2 separate regions of the Mus musculus genome follow, and region 1 is linked to region 2. A link is a contact called in public Micro-C data. All regions are on one chromosome and are shown on one strand. Each heading gives the region's core, a stretch centred on a gene start, on an enhancer-like site or on the middle of the called end of the contact. The rest is flanking DNA. Distances are from core to core; before and after follow the strand shown.

Region 1 (4,079 bases), core at 113-2,612, 900 kb before region 2:
TGCTTTTAGGGCCTTGGGGCTGGTAGGAGGACTTCCTGCCCACACTGCCCCAGCAGCTGTCAGTCATGACTTTTGCTAAGTCTGCACGTCTCTTACTTATTTGGTGATTTTTTTTTACAAAGGGTTTAATTTATTTTAATTTTGTGTGTATGTATGTCTTTGTCTGAGTATATACATGTAAGTGCAAGTGTCAGCAGAATGCAATGGAAGGTGCTGGATCCTCTGCAGTTGGAGTTATAGGTGGTTGTGAGCTGCCTGACATGGGTGCTGGGAAGTAAACTTAGGTCTTCCGGAAGAGCGGTGCATGCTGTGTAAATGCTGAGCCATTTCTCTAACCTCTGGATGACTTTCTTTTCTTTTAAATTCTGATTGACTTAAGTGAACGCAACCTCATTTGAATTAAGAACATGGGCTCAATCACCATACAACTACAGAAATAAACTAGCCATTCATCTACCGCCTAAAACCACCACACAGGGCTCATGTTTTAGGTCAACAGCCCATGTGTTGCTCTGCAGCACCTTCAACCAGAAGTCGACTTGTGTGCTTGCCCACCTCTGGTTCCAGAAAGCTCAGTTCCTCTTTGGAGGTAGCACTTTCGGGACATTCTGCAGGGTGTGTCTGAGTCTTCTTATCTTTAACGCTACCTATTGGCTCTAACCCTTGGGCCACATAGAATACACCTATTTTCCCTCTTAAGATGATTCTTTATAAAATGGCACTATTTCCTCTATATCTCACAATCCAGGCTGCCTGAACACACCCAGTTCTATCTAATCTCCTCTGCTGGTAGGGTTTCAAGTGTCCTAGATATGTTTGTCACTGACTTTGGAAAAGAAAGCAATGATATTTCAGGGTGGTTTTTCAGAGTATAACTTCCAACACAGAACACAATCCTTTGACGTCATCTGAGCTGGTAAGAGGCAGGCAATGGTTCTCTCCCTCACCCTGGATCTGTTACCTCTGCTCCAGCTTCTTCATAACACTGCCAAGGGCTGAGAGGCCCTACAAAGAGAGAAACACTGTTGTGTGCAGCCACTCAGTGTCAGTGGGAGGTAAGCACGGGCTGCCACACTGCCACGCCACCCAGAGAAATGCTCTTTCAGGCTCCGTGACTGGGCATACATCGTCATCTCTGCTCTTCCATTAATATTTATGATTAGCATTGCATCTCCATTTGCTTATAAATTATAAAGTGGATATTTATTGCACGTGCAAAAGGATGGGAATTTAGAGATAGCAAAGACGTCAGAAATGAAAATTCTGAAAAATGTTTCCCGACCCGATTCAATTGTGCTAGAGACTGGTGGGGGAGGGGCCTCCCCTGTGAGTCAGAACATTCCATGATAAACACATCAGATCTGCGTATCCTCCAGCTAACTGCCCCACAGGATCTAATTTTCATACTCTGCAGATAAACCCAGTGACAGCCTTGGGTGCACATTTAGAAGAACTATGGGAAGGAGGGGGCACCTTTCTACCCTCACTTCACACCCTTCTCCTGCTTCCTAAGCACATGTCTTTCCCTCCATGATTGCCTCTGCCTTACACTCTCTCCCTTTGTACATTTTATCCCTAGACCTGAGATGTCCTTGGAATGCCCACAGCTGCCAGGGCATGCCAAAGAGGGAATTGTTTGGATGTGAAAACACAGGCTAACATTTCAGCACTTCTTTACCTTTGGTGGTGCTGTTTTGGGAAGTTGTGGGACCTTTGGGATATCATATCTAGCTGGTGACATAGACCACTTGAGACAGACCTTTGAGGGTTGTATCCTGGACTGCTTCCAGTTCTGACCTCTGCTTCCTGATCCCTAAGATGGGACCCAGCAGCATCAGGAGCTCCTACTGCCCTGCTTTCAACTGCCATGATGGACTGATAGCCCTTCAAACTGTGAGCCAAAGTAAATCCTCCCAAACTGCTCCAGGCACACATGCTGCCAGAGCGAGGAGCAGAGTAAAGAGCACGGAGGGAGGCTCCTCCCAGCACCCATCTTCAATGACAAACAGGAAGCTGTTCTGGCTTTGGCAGGGGTTCAGAGGTGCTAGAGCAGAAGTGATGTTAAAGGAGGAGAGGCCGGACAAGCGGAGAGCTTCCACCCTGAAGGGCTGAGGTTGTTTAGAGGGCATGGGACATGAGTGCCACCCTCAGATGCTTCAAAGTGTCAGTGACAGCTGAGTTGAAACTATTCTATTGTCACTTAATGTAGGTGTCTCAGGGGCCAGTAAAATTATTGGGTGCTAATAGGGAGGACACAATAAAGGAAGTTTGTGGACACTAGAACGACTTGGAGGTCAGCTGAACTAGAGAGGAGGGGTGTTCTTTCATTCCTGATGGTGTTTAAGGGTGAGTGGAGAGCAGTTGAAGATACGCTGTGGAGGCCCATGGTTCCCAAGCTGTGGGTCTGGGATGCTTCTGCTGAGGTCCTATATATGGCAGACTCTTGAGATGTGGGACTGGATCTGATAAGGTGGTGACCATTCTGGCCCTTGTGAATTCATGATTTCTGTATGGCCCCATGCATCACTTTTCCTGCTTCCTCCTGTTGGCCCAATGATGCTCCTGTCTGTTCAGGGAGGCAGAGCATGGAATCTTAATGTAGAGCAGTCTAGTCTAGAAGGGGACCCACAGGCTGGATGCCACCTACCCAAGTTGAGGCAAGCTGAGCTTGGCATATATACAATTTGAAGGGAAATGTCACCCACATCACCTTTTGTTCCCAGTGGCTCCTAGATCCAGACCATCTTCATGTAGTCTCCTCCACATCTTTTAAGGAGGATGGGAAGGTGTGAGAACTCGATGGGGTGATTTTCTTCTGTTCTTTCTCTATGTGTATGCTTGTATGAAGGTGTACATTGTGTGCAAGTGTGTGTGTGTGTGTGTGTGTGTGTGTCTGTGTGTGTGTTCATGAAGACTAGAGAATAACTTTGGGTGTCATTCCTTAGGTGTTATCCACAGTTTGTCCCCCAAGACAAGATCTCTTACTGCTCTGGAGCTCACTGAGTGACGTCGGCTGGCTGGTCAGTGAGTCTTAGGATTTGCTTGTTTCTGACTTCTCAGTGCTGAGATTACAAGTGTATGTCACCATGCCTGACATTTCTTTGAGGTTTCTAAGGAAGAAACTCAGGTCCCCAAGCATCACTAAGAGCCATCTTTTAGCCCTTGTGCTCTTCCTTAAAATGACAGGCAAAAGTCATCAGGAGGATATCTCACAGTCAGAAGTTCCTCCTCTGAGGTTGCCTTACCTCCTCTGGGGGCTTGGATGACACACAGCCTCACAAGTGGCAACAGAAATGTGCTGAGGATCCTCTCACCACCCCCTGAAGCTTGCTTTGCCTTTGTTAATCTCTTCCCAGTATAACAAGAACTTTTGAAGGACCTTTTGAAGCTATGTTTCCTTGTCTCCCCAGAGTTATCACAAGAAATAACTAAATCACAATGTAGCCTATGGTACCAACAACTTAAAACAAGCTAAGCCCTCCTCCATCCCTTCTGCCTCCCTTCCATCTCCTGTCCTACCTCATTGCTTCCTCAGTGTGGCCCTTCCTGGGGACTCCAGAGTTTACTATTTAGAGTTTAATTTCTTATGAGGCCCTTATCTGCTTTTCTGCTTGGGAAATTTTTAATCCTTGCTTAAGAACGCCCTATTTTCTGTGACTATCTGCTTTTTTTCCTGGGCAGAGTGAAATCTCCCACATGGCTACCTCCAGAGACCACTGAGTATGGCCATGTTGGATGCAGGATGCTCTGTGTTGAGACTTCTTTTGAAACTCATGTGAGTTCACTAATGGCATGGGAAACTAGCTGGTGGTGACATTTTACAGGCATCCAGGAAATCTTAGTAAAAAGAATGAGCAAGTAAGTTCTGCGCCCTGGACCTGAGGATGCACATCAGTGGTAGAGTCTTACCTAGTATCCAAGTCACCCCAAGTTGGATCCCCTACACTTCCCTCTCTCAAAGCCCCGTTATGATCATCTTAAAAAGACATATTCCTCAGTAAAAGTCATATTAATTTCCCATGTTCTCCAGAGCCAATGGGTGTGTAGGCAAGAGCATCTTAAATGAGTTATCCTTAGTG
Region 2 (4,441 bases), core at 606-3,105:
ATCTGCTGTAAATAAATGCCCCAGCCCCACCCCAGATCCCGTGTGTTTCCCTATCCCCCTGTGCCTCTGCAGCTTGCACCAACAGCAGTTTAACCTGATGTCCACTGACTTGAAGTGGATATTCAAACCATTTTCTCCCAGGATCTTCCTTCTCACAAAGCTTGGTTTTCGTTGACCCGACGATGTGTAGCTTGCTTGGGTGTTCTCCGAAGAGCCTACAAAGAGCTTTTTGATGCTCAGAGCCCCTAGCCCCACCTTGTTTACAGGACTGTTCAGGAAGTTCTATCACTTCTTATGAGCTCAATTGAATTCCCATTACAGTTGGATGTCTCTGACAAGGGGCTAGGCTCATTGAAGGTACTTAGCCATGTTCTGTCCCTCTCTTCTTCGTGTCAAAATGTCAAGGGATCTGTTACCTACTTCTATGCATCAACTTCCTGAGAGAAACCCCCAGCTGCCCTGAGACTGTTCACAGGATTAGCTGGGACTCAGGTGTAGCTGCCCAAGTCATGGAGAGGGAAGATTGAGCAGGGTTTAAAGAACAATCTGCGTGTGTGTGGAACTGAGGGGAGTGTTCAGCGAGCAAAGCATTTGCCCTGTAATTCCTGCACTGGGACAGCAGAGACACTCAGATCACTAAAGCATGGTGGGCAGCCAGTGTGGCCTAATTGAGAGCCCTGGGTCCCAGTAAGAGATCATGTCCCAACCCTCACCCCCACCCCCCCAAAAAAAGGTGGATAGTGTCAGAAGAATGGCATCAAACTTGACCTCTACCCTCCACATTCACACACACACACTCACACACTCACACATGTGAGAGCTCACATGATCACACATAAAAACCCTACCTTGCCTACCCCAAGCTGGCTTTCTGCCCTTCAAAAATGTCCCAAATGTGCCTGCTTCAATGTGTCTTTGAACTTACATGGCCAATAAGACCAGGCACAGATGGCCTATGACAGAAGCTAGGTTTGTCACTGTACTTAATATGTTCTTAATATGTTCTTAATATGTTCTTAATATGGTCCTCAGAAGCCGGCATGGAGGTGGTACAGAAGGGGCACCACTGTGCCTTATGTCCTCAACACCCTGAATTAGTGAAACAACCAATGTACACATCACTCCAGAGCAACCCTTTGGAAGTAGCATCAGAAACCACTCAGGACTTCTCAGGCTCTCATAGCATCAAAGACCCAGGCTCTTTCCCTGACGGATGGAGCTAAGGTACAGGGATGAATCTGCTTCAGGAGCTGGGGGCAGGCGGCCGCAGATAAGGGCCGGCCAGGTGGGTGCTGCTGATTCCTTAGATGCTTTCAGCCAGAGGAAGGGAATGATTGCAACCTGGTGTCTAGAGCTCCTGTGAGCTTCATGTTGACAGCCACCCTGGGAGCCCAGAGGGAAGAGACAAGTCACTGCTGCTGCTACCCAAAGCATTGCTGAAACCTGAGCGCTGAGCTATGGGAAAGGGAGAGGAAGGGGCAAGGTTGGAAAGCTTGAAGTCGAAAAAGCAACAAGCCTAGAGAAGTATTTAAGAAATAGAGACTCATCAAGATGCGTGTCCTGGCTCACATGTCCAGGTGGGTAGTAGCCATTATTAGCCACATCAAAGGCTACAGCAGAAAGGGGAATTCGCTGGGAACAGGAGGCAGGGAGCACTGGGTGACGATGGAATTTTAGAGGGGAAGCTCTAGGCAGTTTCCGCGTGACTGTGGATAATGGGCCAAAGTTTAGTTTAGGGCCAATGTGGAGACCAGAAATGCAGAAAAGGACTGATAATCCTAATAGAAGGAATATGCCTGACCAGAGAGTATGGAAAGAGACCAGAGGAGCCTTGGAGGCCCTGGGAAGAGGAGAGCAAAAGAACATCTGTGCAGAGCATGTCAGGCATTAACAAGAGATGGAGAAGGGGAGGCCAATTCTAACTGGGTCCTTCTGAGACTGTGAGAAGTACCTAGCACAGCCCCTGGTATACAATGTCCTAACTATAATAGTCTCCACACTAGAATAGGTGAGATTCCCAGTTCCCCATTGGTTGCCTCAAACTGCAGAAAGGGGGCCACCTATACCTAACATATTGTGACTTTATATGTATGTATGTATGTATGTATGTATGTATGTATGTATGTATGTATGTATGTAAACATATGGAGAGAGACCCATGACCAAGTTTAGCTTATGAAGTAGCCATATTAACAACAACTATTAAAATGAACAAATATAGTAGTGTATATAATTAAAGTTAAGTAAAAGCTATGAATGATTGATTGATTTTTGGAACTTTCCATTTAATATTTTTGGGCAACAATTGACTAAAGGTAATTGAAACTATCCAAAACAAAACCATGGGTGAAGGATGTGTTACTGCTACAACAATACATTCAATTTTCATTTCCTTAAGTTTTTATTTTTTCAGTGCTGGGGCTTGAACTTAAGCCTTGTGTGTGCTAGGCAGGTGCTCTACCATTGAGCTATATCCCCAAATCTCCCATCCTTGGGGGGGGAGGGGAGACAGGGTCTTGCTATAAAGCCTAGACTGGTCTTGAATGCTCAGTGCTCCCAGTTCAGTCCTCTAAGTGCCCAGATTGCAGGTGTACACCACCAAGCCTCGCTCCACGGTTGACAATTTTTCACCTAACCAGAAAAAATCCAAACAGTAAGAGAGAACTCTCCCTCATCTGCATTCCTCTTGCTCTAGATAGTCTATTACTGGCATCCTCATCTCCAAGAGGAGGGAGTTAAGCACAGAAAGGCCAGTTAGAATGACTCATACCCCAGCCTATGCATGGAGCCACGGAGCACAGGACAGCAATCCAGAGTCCATTCCACATAAACGACACTTGAGTACGCCCCAGGCCCCACCTTCCTGCTTTGTCCCTGCTGGTGCTGCCACTGCAGGTGCCAACTGGCCCTCCTGGGGCATCCAAAGTGCCTGGCTCCTTCAGCCCAGTGCATCTTGACTTCTAGTTATGTCAAAAGGCTCCTGGCTGCCAAGCACTGATTGCAAAACTACTTCTGATGATTTAACTGTAAATGAATCTGAAACATACGGACTGAATTTCTCTGGAACTGCACACCAAAATTTTCATCTGATTAAAAATCTTGAGAGTCCATGTTGAAAAAAATCACAAGAAAAAAAAAGAAGAAGAAGAAGAAAAACAAAGTGGTAATTCAGTGGAGGAGGTCAAAGGAGCATGAAGAGAGAACAGCTGGTCTAGAAAGAACTCTCTCAACACCTCCCTGTCTAGGGTTAGTGAGTGCTTCCTCAGGGGCTGTAAATGTTCCCCACATCTTATGAGGGCACAGTGCTCCTAAGACTGACAGGCAGGCCTACCTATGCCAGAATGCTCAAAATCAGATGATAACTAAAGAGAAAACCTTATTCATATAGCCATTCATGTACCCACATACAAAGTGTATGTACAAGGTGTGTATATGTCAGATCGCATGCTTTCTTTATCAGAAGTATAAGTTTATATCCTAATTACAAATATAGTGATTCAGAGATATATTTAGGTAACATAAATACAGAGCATCACTACTCTCTCGGGAAAAGACATAGATAGATAGATAGATAGATAGATAGATAGATAGATAGATAGATAGAGAGATAGAGAGATAGAGATAGATAGATAGATAGATAGATAGATAGATAGATAGATAGATAGATGATGGATAGAATTTAAATGATACAACTATATGTCATATTTATTTTATAGAAGTATTGAAAATTGCATATATGCTATGTATTCTACATACTCATATTCTCAAACTAGTTGTGTTATTTTTGTTTTATGAGATAGTATCTCATGTCACCCAAGCTGGCCTCAAACTCACTCTGTAGCCAAGGATGACAATGAACTTTTAATCCTCCTGCCTCTACTTCCTAAGAACTAGGATTCCTGGCACGTGTCACTGCGCCTAGTTTACGTGATTCCAGAAATCAAACTTAGGTCTTTGTACATGCAACATAAACACCCCACCAACTGAGCTAACACCAGCTTACTGTCTGTTAATATATGCTAAATAGAGACATTTAATATGTGCAAATATAAAATAAAATATGCAAATATAAAACTACACTAGTCTTAAACAAAACACAAAAGGAATGGAAGTTTGTAGATCCGTGGGGGCTGAGTAAAACTGACCTAGCTCCAAATCTCTAATCTTAAGAGGAGGCTGAGGGTAACTATTCAGATTTTATGGAACTGTGCTTCTAGCGGCCCAGAGCCAATCCATCCAGCTCACAGTGGATAAGAACTCTCAGCATGTCTGAGCTGAATGCAGGAAGATGAAACCTGTCACCATGAAGAGCACACAGGTCACTGGCATCTTCACAGCTGGCATCTGCGAGCAAATCTTCTTAAGACACCCATTGCTGGTACCTTTGCGCCCCCCCCCCAGACTTCTTCCAGTGGACTTGAAGAGAAATCCTCCAACCAAA

What was found. Hi-C and Micro-C count contacts between places; a contact is called where the count stands out from the background.
Region 1: a contact with region 2 is called in a Micro-C map of the HL-1 cell line, with 2.7 times the contacts expected there. The contact joins two enhancer-like sites. A contact is called at or near these places in 2 of 484 Hi-C or Micro-C datasets (the HL-1 cell line and cerebral cortex) and 2 of 115 datasets of contacts at active chromatin or transcription factors (embryonic stem cells and pancreatic cancer cells).

The regions. Positions count from the first base shown.
Region 1 is chr4:56,615,109-56,619,187 of GRCm38.p6, reverse strand. No RefSeq gene overlaps it. Among named protein-coding and RNA genes, the nearest start is that of Gm26144, 62 kb to the left of the region's middle. Within about 2 kb of position 1,362, at least 27 of the 459 cell types and tissues checked have an H3K27ac peak or open chromatin away from gene starts, as enhancers often do. A contact at or near this core is called in the HL-1 cell line, where this site is marked.
Region 2 is chr4:55,717,060-55,721,500 of GRCm38.p6, reverse strand. No RefSeq gene overlaps it. Among named protein-coding and RNA genes, the nearest start is that of Gm12511, 150 kb to the right of the region's middle. Within about 2 kb of position 1,855, at least 53 of the 459 cell types and tissues checked have an H3K27ac peak or open chromatin away from gene starts, as enhancers often do. A contact at or near this core is called in the HL-1 cell line, where this site is marked.